Linked DNA regions of Zea mays: regions 2 and 3 are each linked to region 1. Evidence: chromatin contacts called from public Hi-C data. All regions are on one chromosome and are shown on one strand. Each heading gives the region's core, a stretch centred on a gene start, on an enhancer-like site or on the middle of the called end of the contact. The rest is flanking DNA. Distances are from core to core; before and after follow the strand shown.

Evidence for each region. Hi-C and Micro-C count contacts between places; a contact is called where the count stands out from the background.
Region 2: a Hi-C map of tassel shows a contact between it and region 1, with 3 times the contacts expected there. The contact joins the promoter of LOC100192838 here to the promoter of LOC100304295 in region 1. A contact is called at or near these places in 2 of 25 Hi-C or Micro-C datasets (leaf and tassel).
Region 3: a Hi-C map of endosperm shows a contact between it and region 1, with 1.8 times the contacts expected there. The contact joins the promoter of LOC103636078 here to the promoter of LOC100304295 in region 1. A contact is called at or near these places in 3 of 25 Hi-C or Micro-C datasets (ear, endosperm and tassel).

What each region holds. Positions count from the first base shown.
Region 1 is chr8:148,203,935-148,208,538 of Zm-B73-REFERENCE-NAM-5.0, forward strand. It overlaps LOC100304295, which reads left to right and starts at 2,644. Exons shown (of 2, transcript NM_001361278.1): 1 at 2,644-3,854; 2 at 4,485-4,604. The coding sequence starts at 3,288.
Region 2 is chr8:147,989,489-147,994,092 of Zm-B73-REFERENCE-NAM-5.0, forward strand. LOC100192838 reads left to right here and starts at 1,825. Exons shown (of 11, transcript NM_001138029.1): 1 at 1,825-1,983; 2 at 2,103-2,281; 3 at 2,620-2,740; 4 at 2,886-2,935; 5 at 3,091-3,158; 6 at 3,415-3,513; 7 at 3,971-4,030; 8 at 4,121-4,180; 9 at 4,351-4,405; 10 at 4,500-4,549. The coding sequence starts at 1,913.
Region 3 is chr8:148,409,765-148,414,368 of Zm-B73-REFERENCE-NAM-5.0, forward strand. LOC103636078 (Extra-large G-protein-like) reads right to left here and starts at 2,505. Exons shown (of 5, transcript XM_008658433.4): 1 at 2,228-2,505; 2 at 1-2,044. The coding sequence starts at 1,976.

The DNA.
Region 1 (4,604 bases), core at 1,394-3,893:
GAAGACGTTACAGGGACAGCTAATATATGTCTGAATCCATGAAGAGAGTACAACAGCAAGCTGTCGAATGCGGAGCAGCGGAAGATAGAGCATTGAATCTTTCATGGCTGGACAGTTGTTCCTCCAAGCAGAGAGAACCGAGAAGAATTCTTCTCCAACACGTCTTCAAAAGAAGCGAGGCTTTTGTGGTTATATAAAAAAAGGTGGTGACGCCTGAAAAAATATGTACTAGCATATGTTCAACGCACAACCTAGTGGTATGATAGCTGCTTTGTTAGTTTGAAACCATTTTAATTTATGTCTTCGTTATTACTGTGTGCACACCAAAGTTATGTGAACGAAATTTATTTGGGTATTATTGCATGTTTGATCATATATTGGTCGAAATTTATGTCGTCATCATATTACTGGTATAGTGGTATTGGTATTGAGTGTTTAATTTGATCTCATATATGTATTGTTTAAATGGGCTAACATATATGGGCCTGTTTGAGAGAGCTTTGCTTCAAAAACTTCAGCTTTGGTTTTTCAGTTTCACTATAAAACAGCTCCAGCAAATTGTTAAGGTGAGTTCTAGGAGCGTTTGGTTTGTATATGGACTCCAACTTCTATAGTACAATTGATTTGTGTGGGTTTCCTTAATTACCCTTGATGATTAGTGTGTTGTCGCCAGAGAGAACGGAAGTTGTATGTTGCGTAACCAGTGGCATGGTGGGTAATTTTCGTACAACTTCATGAGGAGATATAAAAACAGTGTTTTTGGAGCACCCTCTAAGGAGCTTCATGAATTTCATTAAACGGGCCTCTAGTTTCGATTTTTTTTAAAACTAAAGCTCGTGGAGCTGAACCTGTTTGGGTTGAAAAAGTTAGAACGAAATTGAAATTTTTGAAGTGAAGCTCTCCCAAACAAGACCATAGTTTGGCAGAAAAAATCAGCTCTGCGAAACGCCAAACAGGGCTGTACCTGCACGTAACCAGCAGTAGATCGTCGTCTACAGCACGTGACGACGAGAAGGACTCGGGTCAGGTGTCCGTAGTGCCATAGCCAGTTGGCACGTGGCGGCACGCAGAGCGGCGGCGGAGCCACGTACGGCGAGGGCAAGGTGGCAAGCGCAAGCCCCCCACCCACCCCACGAAGCACATATGCATGCCAGGAGGGCGCCCGCGCGATGCATGCAGGGCCACCTGGCGGCTGGCGCGGCCGGGCACTCCCCATGCTTGCCTGCCTGCCTCCCTGCGCTCTGCATGCACTCTCCAGCTTCCGCCACCGCGCGACGCATGCTGCATTCGCGCATGTGCGTAGGCGACTAGGCGTAGTAGCGGCGATCAAGGATGCGCGACAGCCGGCCCAGATCGACATTTGGAGCGGACGACGGCATGTAATAATAAGATTCCGGACCCATGCATGTGCCGGGATTAATACCTACTGATAGCTAACCAATACTAAGGCCCTGTTTGTTTGAGATTATAATCTATATAGATTATATAATCCAATGTAAATAAGCTAGTGAGGAAACAAACAAGCAACTTATCTGATAAGATTATATAATCTAGCACTTGAGATTATGATAATCCTATAAGCTCATCAAAGAGTGCTTATTTCAGCTTATTTTTTATGAAAGACCCACTACCTATGACAAGTTGATTAAAATTACTTCCAATTGTCATTCACCTATCCATAAACGTTCTCACCCACCAGACAATTAAAACAATCAAGGGTATTATTGTATTTGTATGCATATGAATAATAAGCCGAGTCCAAATAATCTGAGCTAACAAACAGCAGCACCTAGCTTATTTAATTCAGAGCAAATAATCTAGATTATATAATCTAAATTATAATCTAGATTATATAATCTATAAGTTGAAACAAACAGGGCCTAAAGCCAATCAGCGGTCAGTAGGGCAGGCAGCAAGCTGACAAGATGGCTCTCCTCCTCGCGATTACCAGTGGGAATTTATTATACATATACACGCACACAACAATAGCAGTTCTCCAATGTACGATCAAGCCCTTTGCACTGCATAATAATAATATTAATACTCTAACCGATGGGCGATGGCCAATTAATCTAATACAACCCGTGGTCGCTGTCGGCTGATGAATCGGTCGCCGCCGTCACTAGATCTGCCCCGACGCGCACGTATAGTTCGTGCGTGCGTGCGTGACGATCTTTACCTCAGCGTTGGCGTCCACGCGAGCGAGGGACGGCGTATCCGACGCCTGCAGAAAAGCCGGACCGATTCGTATATTCTCTGTCCGCTCATCAGAATATAATCTCGGAAAAATAAAGCAGGGTACCTCCTGCCTGCCGCCGATCCGAAGCTCTTTGTCCGGACGACACGAACAGCCCGCGCCGCGCCGGGCTGGCTGGAGTTCGGTGGCGGTAACAGACAACAAATATAATAGAACGGGTGTTTTGTTTGGAGTAACTGTCGGCGATTATATATTTACGCGAAACCGGACGCCGGAGTTCGATCCCCTAGCTGTTTATGATGAGTAGTAGTAGGAATTCCGCTCTAGCTCGGAAAGCAACACCGGGCGTTTGGCACGTACCATGTCCGCGGGCGCCGAAACCGAGCCACGCCGAGCATATTCTTCCAGTGCGCCTCCGCTGCTTCCTCGCTTTCTTTTCGTTGCCACGCCGGTGGCGGAGACACCGATGCCGGACGACCTTGCTGTGACTGACTGACTGACCGTGATTGATGTTTTCTTCTCTCCCGTTTCGGCCGCCCTCCCGCGACCCGACCCCGCGTGGCCGCGTGCGTGCGTACACCAGCGCTTACTTTTACTCGAGTGACCTACTGGCGTTCGCTGTTCCCGGAAATACCCCTCCAGTCTCATCACAGAGCTTGCTACTACTCCGCGCTGCCGTGGCGGAGGCAAGCGCGGTCATCTGCCCACTTCACCAGTCCTCGCGCTGTCGTGCCGTCTCCGGCTTCTCGTTCTTGCTCTTGCCCCGGCACCTTCGGTTTCCACCACCACCGCGCGCGCCGCGGCCGACCTGCCCTGCCCCAACTGTGTGTGCTCTTTAAAGCCCTCGCATCGCCATTTGCAGAATTGCCCAGTGCTCTAACCAGATCTGCTCCGCTCCGCTCCGGGCTGACTAACCGAGCCCGCCGTCTCTGTAGCTAGCTGGTCGTCCGTCGTCGCCACCAACAGGCTAACCACCAACCGCCCAAACGTCTCCACCGCGCGGGCGGAGCGCAGCTGCCCGCCCCGGATTAACCTCCCTCTCGCCCTCCCCACGCCTCCGAGATCGCGAGCGAGAGGACGCCACGCTGACATGGCGGCGGCGACCGTCGCTGCCGCGGGCACGGCGGCGCCGGCGGCGGCCATGCACGCCGGCATCCGGCGCTCGCGCTCCGAGCCGCACCTCCGCTGCCCGCGCCGCGCGGGCGCCGCGCTCACCACCAGCCGCTCCATCGGCGTGTTCCCGTTCCAGCTCGGCGCGGCGCCGCTGCGCCCGCCGCCGCTGCCCGACGGCGGCGCCGACGGCTCCCGGCTGCTCACCGTCGCCGACGACGACCCGCCGGAGGAGCCTGGGCCGGAAATGCCGCCCGCCCGGAGGCCCGAGGCGCACTGGCTCGGCCGCCTCCTCGAGCTCCGCTCCCGCTTCCACGACCCGACCAAGCGCGACGTACTCGACGACGACGACGACGACCTCTACCGCCTCGACGCTGACCACCACGACGGCGGGTGCGGCGTGAGCTACGACGACGAGGAGGAGGATGCCAGGTGGGACCGCCACTCCTTCGCCAAGCTGCTGGCAAGGGCCCCGCTCGGAGACGCGCGGCTGTTCGCGCAGCTGGCCTTCCTCTGCAACATGGCTTACGTCATCCCCGAGATCAAGGTGAACCCATCGCGCGAAAACCGCACAGTTATTAAATATAGCGTCGAAATGATAAACCCTGGGCCGTCCATTCGGGACCCGACGGCCGAGATCGTCTGATCTGGCCGCTCGTCCTGCGCAGGGAAGGAGATCCTCGCGACTACAGGCTGGGACTGGCCTGGTGGTCCATGGGGACACCCACTGGCACTCATATTTTTTGTAAGAATTTTTAGTGGGGCTTACCCGGAGGAACCGCCATTAATGGCTGACACCTTGGCTTTAAAACTCGCCTTGCAGCAGCCCCATTGCTGCTCGCTCGAAACGATGGCCTCCGATCTGTCCTGTCGCACACATATTAGGTGCAACACCCGTGTAATTGACCGAGCCCCACCAAGAACAACTTGCGCGCCCAATGTCTCCTACTATTAATACTTGTGAGTTGTGATCATCATTCAATAATTGTGTGGCTGTTTTTGCCGTTAGCTGCTAGTAGGTTTGTATGTACCCTCCGAGACTAGGAATTGTTATGGAGAGAAATCTGCACGTAATTGTTATTATCGTGAATAATGCATCGGGTCAGTTGATAATAACGGGTATGAAATGCGACGTAGGAGCATCTGATCTGAAGAGTGCCGATTGGTTTGGTTTCAGGTCGAGGAGCTGAAGAAGCACTACGGGTTGCGGTTCGTGACGTCGTCTCTGGAGAAGAAGGCGGAGGCCGGCATCATAAGCGCCAAGCTGGACGCGGACTCCACGCGGCCGCGCACCGCG
Region 2 (4,604 bases), core at 575-3,074, 220 kb before region 1:
GGAGGGGTGGAAAACCCTAATCATTTTCTCCTCTTCCCCATCGTAGCGGTCAACGGGCGGCTCTCTCTACTCTCTGTTCTTACTATTGACAGTTTCCAGCCATCCTCTGTACACGCGCCGCACACTCTTGTGTTCTGCTCGGCCCAACCGAAACGATCGTCGTCTTTTTCTCTAGATCTCACCTCTTCTAGCTCTGTCGCTTGTGCACTGGCCAGAGCGGACCCTCGGCCCCTTCCGCCGGTGGACGTGTCCCTTCGGATGGGTCGTCGAACGGGTGCCTCGCGGTGGTTGATGCTCCCAACGACGTGATAAGACTGTGGCTAGTGTGGTCGTGAGGTGAACTGTCAGCCTCTTGACCGTTTCTCTGTGACTTCTATACACCCGGATCTAGTTCTCTTTAATCGATTCCCATACTGTGTGTGTATGATTGTATGGAATGTATCTAATGTATTATTTAGGATCGAGTTTTGAGTTGATAAATGCGTAGATCTAGGTCCCTGCGTTATTTTTGTGATGGTTTGTATGCATTTTTATTTGGGGAAATAGTTAGGGTTTTCTATCTCTAATCTGTTCCTGGTGTTATCTTATTCTGTTTGCTTAACTCGAATCCAACAGCCTTGAGCCCTTGAACGCGATCACTGTGACCTGATCTAGATGAACTAGGGTTAGGTAACCCTAACCCTTAGATGTCGAGTTCACTGATCTGTCAGTTTACTAGTTTGAGCCATGAGACCCTCTGGGTCCTCGATATGGCTGAAACAGGGTTAGAAAACCTAACCCGATATCTATTCTTACTTCTTGACTTTCTCTCTTTGATCTAATCTCAACTTTATCACTTTGATCTAATCTCTGTTCTCGGGGTGATAGAAATGAAGAAACTGAGTCTAATCACTTTGACCCGAGACCTTTCTGTGATCTCAAAATCAAAAGCGGATTAGGAAACCTAGGGGTCTTAGGGTGGCTCTGATACCGTTGTTAGATTCTATGGTGCCTATGATCGATTCCTAAGCCCCTATAATACCAATCAGTAACTAGTAAACCTCGATGACGAGTAGATCTGTTCTACTGAGAGGAATAAGGAAATATACCTTCGTTGTTGTTGTGTTGACGCGTCCTAGCGAGGTAGTTGTGGAGCATGGTCGCTGCTTTCGGTGTCACCTCCATTGCTCCTGTAGAGGAACAATATGCACCGAAATCCGAGCCTCCCTTGGTTGTCGCGCTTCCAGTCACTCCGATGCCTAAGCGATGGGACCTCTGTGGATTAGGGTTTCTGGGCGAGATACTAACGTTGGCTTTTCCTACGACCCTTGATCCTTTATATAGCGTCATGTGACCGGGGGCTCCAACCGAGGTTAGCATGGACAGTCCCAATAAAGGGCCCGATTAAGGAGATAATTAGTTGAGTTAACCCAATTTGGTCTCTGATGACCAGCTGTAGAGATACACTCAACAAGCTAGGTGGACTATTTTTGAGACAAAATAAAGAGTTATTAGAGTTGTGTACATTTTTTTGGGGTATTTAGAGTTTTGGAAAGAATTCAATATAACAATATTTTAGAAGAATAAATATTGGGAGCTATTAGAGATGTTCTAAGTTTTTATGTTTTTTTTCTAAAAAAGGGAGATCTTAGGAGAGCTTTTGGAGATGCTTTTAAGCTATTTCCAGTAGATCTCTTATTCTATTTTAAACTCTACATTATAATTATTGTTAAACAATATTACCAACAATTATGTGTCTTATATTTTAGCCTATCTATCATGACCGTATTTTTACACGCCAATAGAACATGGAGATCTTTTGCTCTCACGCAAGACGCAACAAAAGGTTTGGATAGAACACTCTGCTTCCCCGTCCTTCGGTCTAGCCCGAGTGGACGTAGGAAGGGACGAGGGGTCTTGACGCCGGCGAGCCATGGCGGGGGCTCTCCTCTCCTCTCCGCACACTCTCCCGAGCCCCACATCTCAGTCCCCGTTCCGCCCCAGGCACGCACTCCCTCTGCCGCTTACACGATTCCCTGCTCGCCGCCTATTCGTGTTACTGTGCACAGAACACCCACCCTCCTTGACTGCGCTCCTGATTTTGGTTCCTGGGGATTGCGCAGGAGCAGGGGACCACTCCACGCTGGGGCAGCGCGTGTTCTGCCACCGAGGAGGAGGGCCTTTGTGCTCGCTTCGTGCTCTCGCGAGCCTGCCGCTAGGAACCGCGGGTTGGAGGTGGAGAGGAGGCGCCTTCTCATGTCCGGGCTCGTGTCTTCTTTCGCAATCATGCTCCCCATTTCAGGTAGTGTTCATGGGATGTCTCTCTACTTCTCATGGTTCATTCACTCGGTTCGGGTCTTGTGGACGGAAGAATTAGCATTTCTACTTTCTGCTAATTTCCACACACTGAATTTGTCAGACGTGTCAGTTTTGAGGCATGTGATTGCAAAATTTAGAGTAAGTCCATGACATGTACTGTTTTTATGATTGTGCATAATGTGCTACACATTTATCTATTGGATCTCCTGTTTTCTATTTATAACTCTCTCATTCTCCCGAGAGGCCATTCTTTGACAGTTCTTTTCTTGAAAGACCAATTCTTGAATGATCACAAGTGCTTTGCTCGCAACGATTCTGTAGAAGCATATGCTGTCATGGAGACTGATGAAGACGTGAAGATGAACACACAAATTGATGAGATCAATGCATACTCTTTTCTTTACCCGGTGGAACTGCCAGGGAAGAAATTTACCTTCAAATGGTATTTCAGTTCCCTGCACTACAATATTTTGTCCAATCTACTCTTTTTCAGTCTTAACCTGTTTTTTGCGTACTTATTGCCTTCTCATGGGCACTAGGATAAAACTTTTCGCTTACAAATTACTATCCTATTATTCTGTTCCTAGGGTAGAGTCCAGAAAACCAGAGCGATATTCCTCTGCAGCGCCACTATCGCGTGAGTAGCTTCTGGCATAACAATGATAAGGAATGGTCTTATTACTTTGTTCACACGAATGAACTAGATTATTGAGCACAAGGACTTCCACAGTTACACTTTTTGGAATATCCATATATTTCGTAATGGCGCAAGCTGACTAGGTCTCTATGCAGCTGATGCAAGGCAACGTATCGTATCAGAGCGAGTTGACATGATACACAATGTTGTCATCTCGGTCTCGGTAACTTCTCAAATACTCTATGATACTAGGAAATGCATAAATCTGCAATTTGTTGGGTTGTACTAACCCAATGTCATGTTTTAATATTTAAGTTTCTGTTTTTTTTTTTTTTGCAAATTGCTGTCTGTGACTAAATATTTCGTTTTCGGTGAAAATTGTTATGTGGCTTGATTATCTGGATGGGAAATACATTAATTGAAACTCTGAAAAACAAATTTGATTATACGCAGTAACATCCATAATTTTTTGGGTGCAGATTGGGCCACCGAATTCACGTTTTTTGCCTTCAAAAGACAAGAGCTCGTGGGATCCAAAAGATGTTGCTGATTGCATTTTATCTGATAGATCTACCATGGTACATACTTGTGTTTTGGGCTTTCTTTTAAATATGTTATTTCTTGCATTCCTTAAGCTAAATTGTGTACGACAAACTGTATAAATTAATAAAAGGACTAAAATCCAAGTAGTTTATCGGATACACCAGAAAGCAAATAAATGCAGAATTTTAAGTTCTTATTATGTTCCTTAGTTATTATCTCTCTGTGTTTCATAAGAAACATGCACAATGTCTCATGGAGTGAAGCAAGGATAAGCATGATAGAACTCTCTGTTATGCACTAAGCAGCTAATACATCTAGAAAGCTAAATTCAATCAAGCATAAATTTAAACTTAGATGAGCTTTAGTGTTTTATAAGAAACATGCACATTGTCGGTTGTTGATAAACTGAAAAAGGTTTTAAGATCCTTGAATGAAATTTTAATGTCGATATTTGACATATTGATTCTACAAACGACCTTTATCACCTTGTAGAAGGTGACAACTGGCCAGCGCATGACAGAGAGTTCTGTCCTTGACGCACACGTTGCAGAGGTAAGCTCTGACCATTTCTATCATCCTTTAAGAGTACTTCCGCGTTTTGGAAGTTGACATGCGCCAGTACATATCGAAAATTATTTGTAGGTTGATGGAGAACCATACTGGTATTATGAGTATCTTGTTCGGAAATCACCAACAAAATCTGTAAGTTTCCTGGCACATATACATTTGACAACAAATATACTTATATGAAGAGTGTCAAAGAGAAACATATGCTTAGACTAAACTTCATGATGCATTGTATTAACTATTTGATGGCCAAGTAGTGCATAAGGCAGCTTAGATGTTCTTAATGACACTCTTTGTTTCATTAGGCACCAGAACCAAATTTGTTTCGGCACAATGTAGCCTGCACTGCTGAGCGTGATGGTATTACTTCATCTTTCCAGTTTTTATCATCGACCATTCACTCCCTTACATTTGAAGTATTTCTTTGTTCACTAACCACTTCTTATTTTAATAGGGTACCTGTACTCACTGAATGCTTCCACTCTTAGCAAACAGTGGGAATCTGTATGTCTCCTATGTCCCGTTGTTGCATACTACCACTTCAGCAAAGAAATATTCT
Region 3 (4,604 bases), core at 1,255-3,754, 210 kb after region 1:
ATTGAAACCTTAACATTGTCCATGGACTTATTTAATAAAGAAAGGTCCTTAAAACCCTTCTTCAGAAAACCAGCAAAAAATGATGAATCCCCACTCTTACCGGTAGAGGACTGATCTTCATCCAACCCAGCCTCTGATGAACCACGAGAAAACCCAGAATTTGTCCGCTCATTAACTGATGAACCACTCCCTGTTTGAGAATTGGCATCTTCAATAAATGGCTGCTGCAATTTCTCATTATCTTCTTCGATTTTCAGCCCATCATGTCTCTCACTTATGCTTCCAGTTTCCATGACATCTGCATTATTTTCATCACAGTTTTTTCTAATGCTCTCAGCTCCAAGAACATAATTTTCATCTCTTTTTACCTTTGACTCATATTTATTGCATGTGTCCTCGCCTCCGGGGCTGCTATCTTCATCTTTAATATTCATACACTGGTACTTTTCACTTCCATTTACTAGACTACTAGTGTCATCTTCTCCACTATTCTGCTCATATGTTTTGCTACTATCTTCAATGTTGCATGAGTTATCTTCCTTGCTCTTCTGTTCATAACTTCTGCATGAGATTTCATCTTCAGTGGCATCTTTGTCATCTTCATTGCTCTCCTGTTTGCTTCTTGTACTAATGCCCCCATCATACTGATCATTAACATCATATTCTCCTTTGCAAGTTAGGTCTGATTTGTAAGCCATGGCCATGCCTTGATCATCCTCGTCGTTACATTTTTCTTGGGCACACAATGGGTCAACAAGTTTGTCCTCTAAAGCTGGAGACCGTGGGCTAACTGGACCACCTACAGAAGGCTCCACCTTGCAGTCTGTGTCCCTCTCGCACAATATATCCTTTGGGCTTCCATTGTCTACAGACCTACTTGGAGAGAAAGGGAGATCCTCAGCTTTTGACTGAATGCTTCTAGTTGAACCACAATCTTTGCCAATCCTGTCATTACTCATGGTCGAAGAAAGTGAATTATCATCAGTGGAATCCATGTTGTTTTGCATGTTGCTATGATCATTTGAATTGTAGAACATAGAATTAAAATCCTCATGATGTTGATGGACAGTATCTCGCCTCATCTGGTCACTTGAGCTTTGCTCTGTTTCAGGCGCATATAAGGATAATGACGGTGCAAAGGGAATACCATTTTCTTCATCATGCTTCAGACTAACTATCTGACAACAAGACCCGCATTGAAATCGGTTCTGCTTCCGCCCTATGCATTTTTCTGTAGGCATCTGCAGTAGTTTATAACATGAACTGCACACAGAGAAAGGTGCAGCACCATCCACTGGACGGCAGATATGTTCCGCCTTCTTCCTGAAGTACTCTGCTCTCCTCTTCGATACAGACCGGTGCGAGTAAAGTGATGACGCCACAGACCTCCGATCATAATCGGATGAAACAGATGGTGACCTCTCGAACCGGTACGATTCATGCTGCCTGGCGAAGTACCTCGCCATCGGGATGTTCTCCTCTTGCGGCGAAGTCCTCTGCCCATGCAGACAGTGTGGACAGGCACACCCGTAGTGATGGAAGCTCCCAGGCCCCATCCCACCGTTCTCCCACTGCCTCCCAGGGTACTGGCGGTAGTGCCCGCTAGACTGCCTCACATACCTTTCCCCATGTTCAGGGCGCGGCGGTGCGTATGGGCCTGGAGGCGGCAAGCCCGGCCCAAACCGCCCGCCATGGCGGGAGCGGTGGTACCCCGGCAGAGGCGGTGGCTCCTCCAGATGCTCGGCGGGGAGCATGGAGACCGCGCGGCGGCTGGCCCTGCGGGGCTCCCGCCGCTGGGCGACGACGTTGCAGGAGCGCGCGATCTGGTCCCTCAGCTCGTCCAGCTTGCGCAGCAGCTCGACGGGGTCCTGCTGCAGCGCGGCCCAGCCCGCGCCGCCCCTCCGGTCGCTGCATTGCGGCCGCTCCTCCGCCCCGATCCTCCGCCTGTACTTCATCTCCTTGAGATCACTCCCCATGGCGGGGGCGGCGAGGCCGCTCCGCGCTCCCGCTTTCTCCCACCGGATCGGCAAGCACTGGCGTTATCCTGCACGGAGTTGCGCGACGCGGAGCCAAAGTTTTAGGGGAGGTGGAGCGGTGAACGAGCAGATCAGAGGGGTCCCGAGGGGGCGGTGGGGAATGGAGTAAGATCTGTCGGTTTCCTACGGGAGAGAGAGAGAGAGAGAGAGAGAGAGAGAGAGAGAGGCGGGGGGTGCGGAACGGCGCTTACCTTGAGACGGAGCTCGCTGCGGCGCGGGGGCGTGGCGGCGGCTCCGGTTCTCCATTAGGGTTTCGTCCCGCAGCTCGAGGAGTACGCCATGAGAGAGAGAGAGAGAGAGAGAGAGAGAGAGAGAGAGAGAGAGAGAGAGAGCAGAGTAGGAGTAGAGAGTAAACTCTGGGAGCGGCGGCAGTGTCTGCGTTGCCACGGACACGACGAGGGAGCCAAGTGAAAGAACATTTTTATATAGCTGCGGGTGAATCCTCAGGGACCTTGGTTCGGGGCTTCGGGCCAGGGAGGGCGCCGCCGAGTTACGTGGGGATGTGGCCCGCCTTTTGGAACGATCTGGCTGCGAAGCTGACGTGAGGGGTCAAAGACGCGGGCCACCGGCGCACAGGGTAGCACACGCCGGCTTCGGTTTCCCGTCTCCTCCGAGACTTCCATTCTCCGTCTCGCCTAAACATTTACATCGCCGCGAGCAAAAAAAACACTAAGAAAATGGTGGCAGGACAGCACTATTATTTTATTTGTCAACGACTTGCCTGTCCTATAAACACAGGACATTAGCCTGTAGTGTGGTACGGTCATTAGTTCGGTGTAGCTTGCAGTTCTCTCGAGTCGTTGTTAACGTAGACGTCGCAACCGGGGTCGGAATTAAATAGGGTTGCTTGGAGGAGGGGAATATGGTTACCAACGAAAAGGACTTGAGCATGTGTATATCTTCTAAAGCCTCCTCTACACTAAATTTTAGAGAATTTATGTGAGCGAGTTGTGTAGGTAGACATTTAGATAGGTTTTATACTGGAAGTGTGTTTGTAGTTTATCTGTGTGTACGATGCATGTGTGCCAGACCTGAGGCCCTTGCTCACATTTTCACAGCAGTAGTAAAAACACACATGTTAATTAATGTGAGAAAATGACTGAAAATCGATCCGAAGAATTACACGTACGTACGTACGTACTGAACATCGGAGGATAGTGCATTGCATTCCTCTTGAGTTTAAAGCCTTTTTTTCATTTTTCAATCAGATCGTCCTTGATTCAACTAAATAGTGTTGCCATTTAAAGCGAGCAGTGTAGCCAACGTGTTCCATTGGACCGCACGCCCTGTGCCACGGCCTCACGGGGAGACCTAGCTGCACATGTGCATGCGTGTGGAGCCTGTACCGTGGCCATTTATTTGTAGCTGTGCCACTGTTTTTTTCGTGCACACGCACTCGTAGAGCTAGCTTGGGAACCTCAATTTCTCATAAGATTTCTATTTTACCAAGAGAAATTAGTTTATTTTCCCATTGAAAAATAGAAACCTCTTGGGAAATTGTGGTTTCCAAACTAGCCCGCACTGTTTTACTGAACGCCGAGTTTTGTAGGTGGCATTAATACAAGTGTCGTACAATCAGAACTGATTTGGTGATCGGGGATCCCGAGGAGATCCATGGGGAGAAATCCCCTCGCAATTCAATTTTGAATAGCAAGGAAATTTTTCCCCATGGATCCCCTCGGGATTCCCGATCACCAAATCAGCCCTCAGGGGCTAAATTTCTCCGCTAAATTCCTCGGTGTTTTTTTTCGTTTTCGGTGAAGACCGAGAAAAGTTTTTTTTCGCTCCGGTTTCAGTAAATTTCGTTTTAACTTTTATAGATTTGAAAAAAAAAACTATATTTTTTCTGAGAGGAATATGATCAGAATTTTGGTTTTTTAATTAATATTTTTAAGTAAAAAATGAATTTCGCTGAAAGGACATAGTTTTTTTGTTCTGAGAAATCCGAATTTTGATTCCCAAATTTGAAAATTCATCCCAGTCAAGTAATTTGAAATCCGGCGAGATTTTTGGTTCAGTTTTCGTTTACCGAAACCTTTTTTTAAAAAAATCAAACTGTTTAAACCTGCTGCTTGTAACCGCGGTCTCATGTCTCCTATGCTTTTACGTTACATGTTTTTCCTTTCTTAACGAATGTGTAGTCACAAGACATGTTCATATTTCTATTTAGAACTACAACGTTTTTTTATATAAAAAAACCCACACTTAGACCTAGTTTGGAAACTCTATTTTTTCTAGAGTTTACTATTTTTCTAAAAGAAAATAAACTAATTTCACTTGGGAAAATGAAAATCTCTTGGAAAAATGTGGTTCCTAAACTAGTCCTTCTTGTTCAAACTGAAACCTCTGAAAATTTTCTAACGGAATCTCGGTCCAGTTTCGTGAATTTTGGTAATGTATCAAAAAGTTGGAAACCCTGTTCTAGCAGAAAAATCCGGTCTTCATGTGGTTGGCGAGCCGGCCGGATAAACAAAAAAAAAAGATTCTACTGTGACGTACTCCCTCCGTTTCATTTTAATTGTCGTTGGATAATGTAAAATTTAACTATCCAACGACAACTCAAAAGAA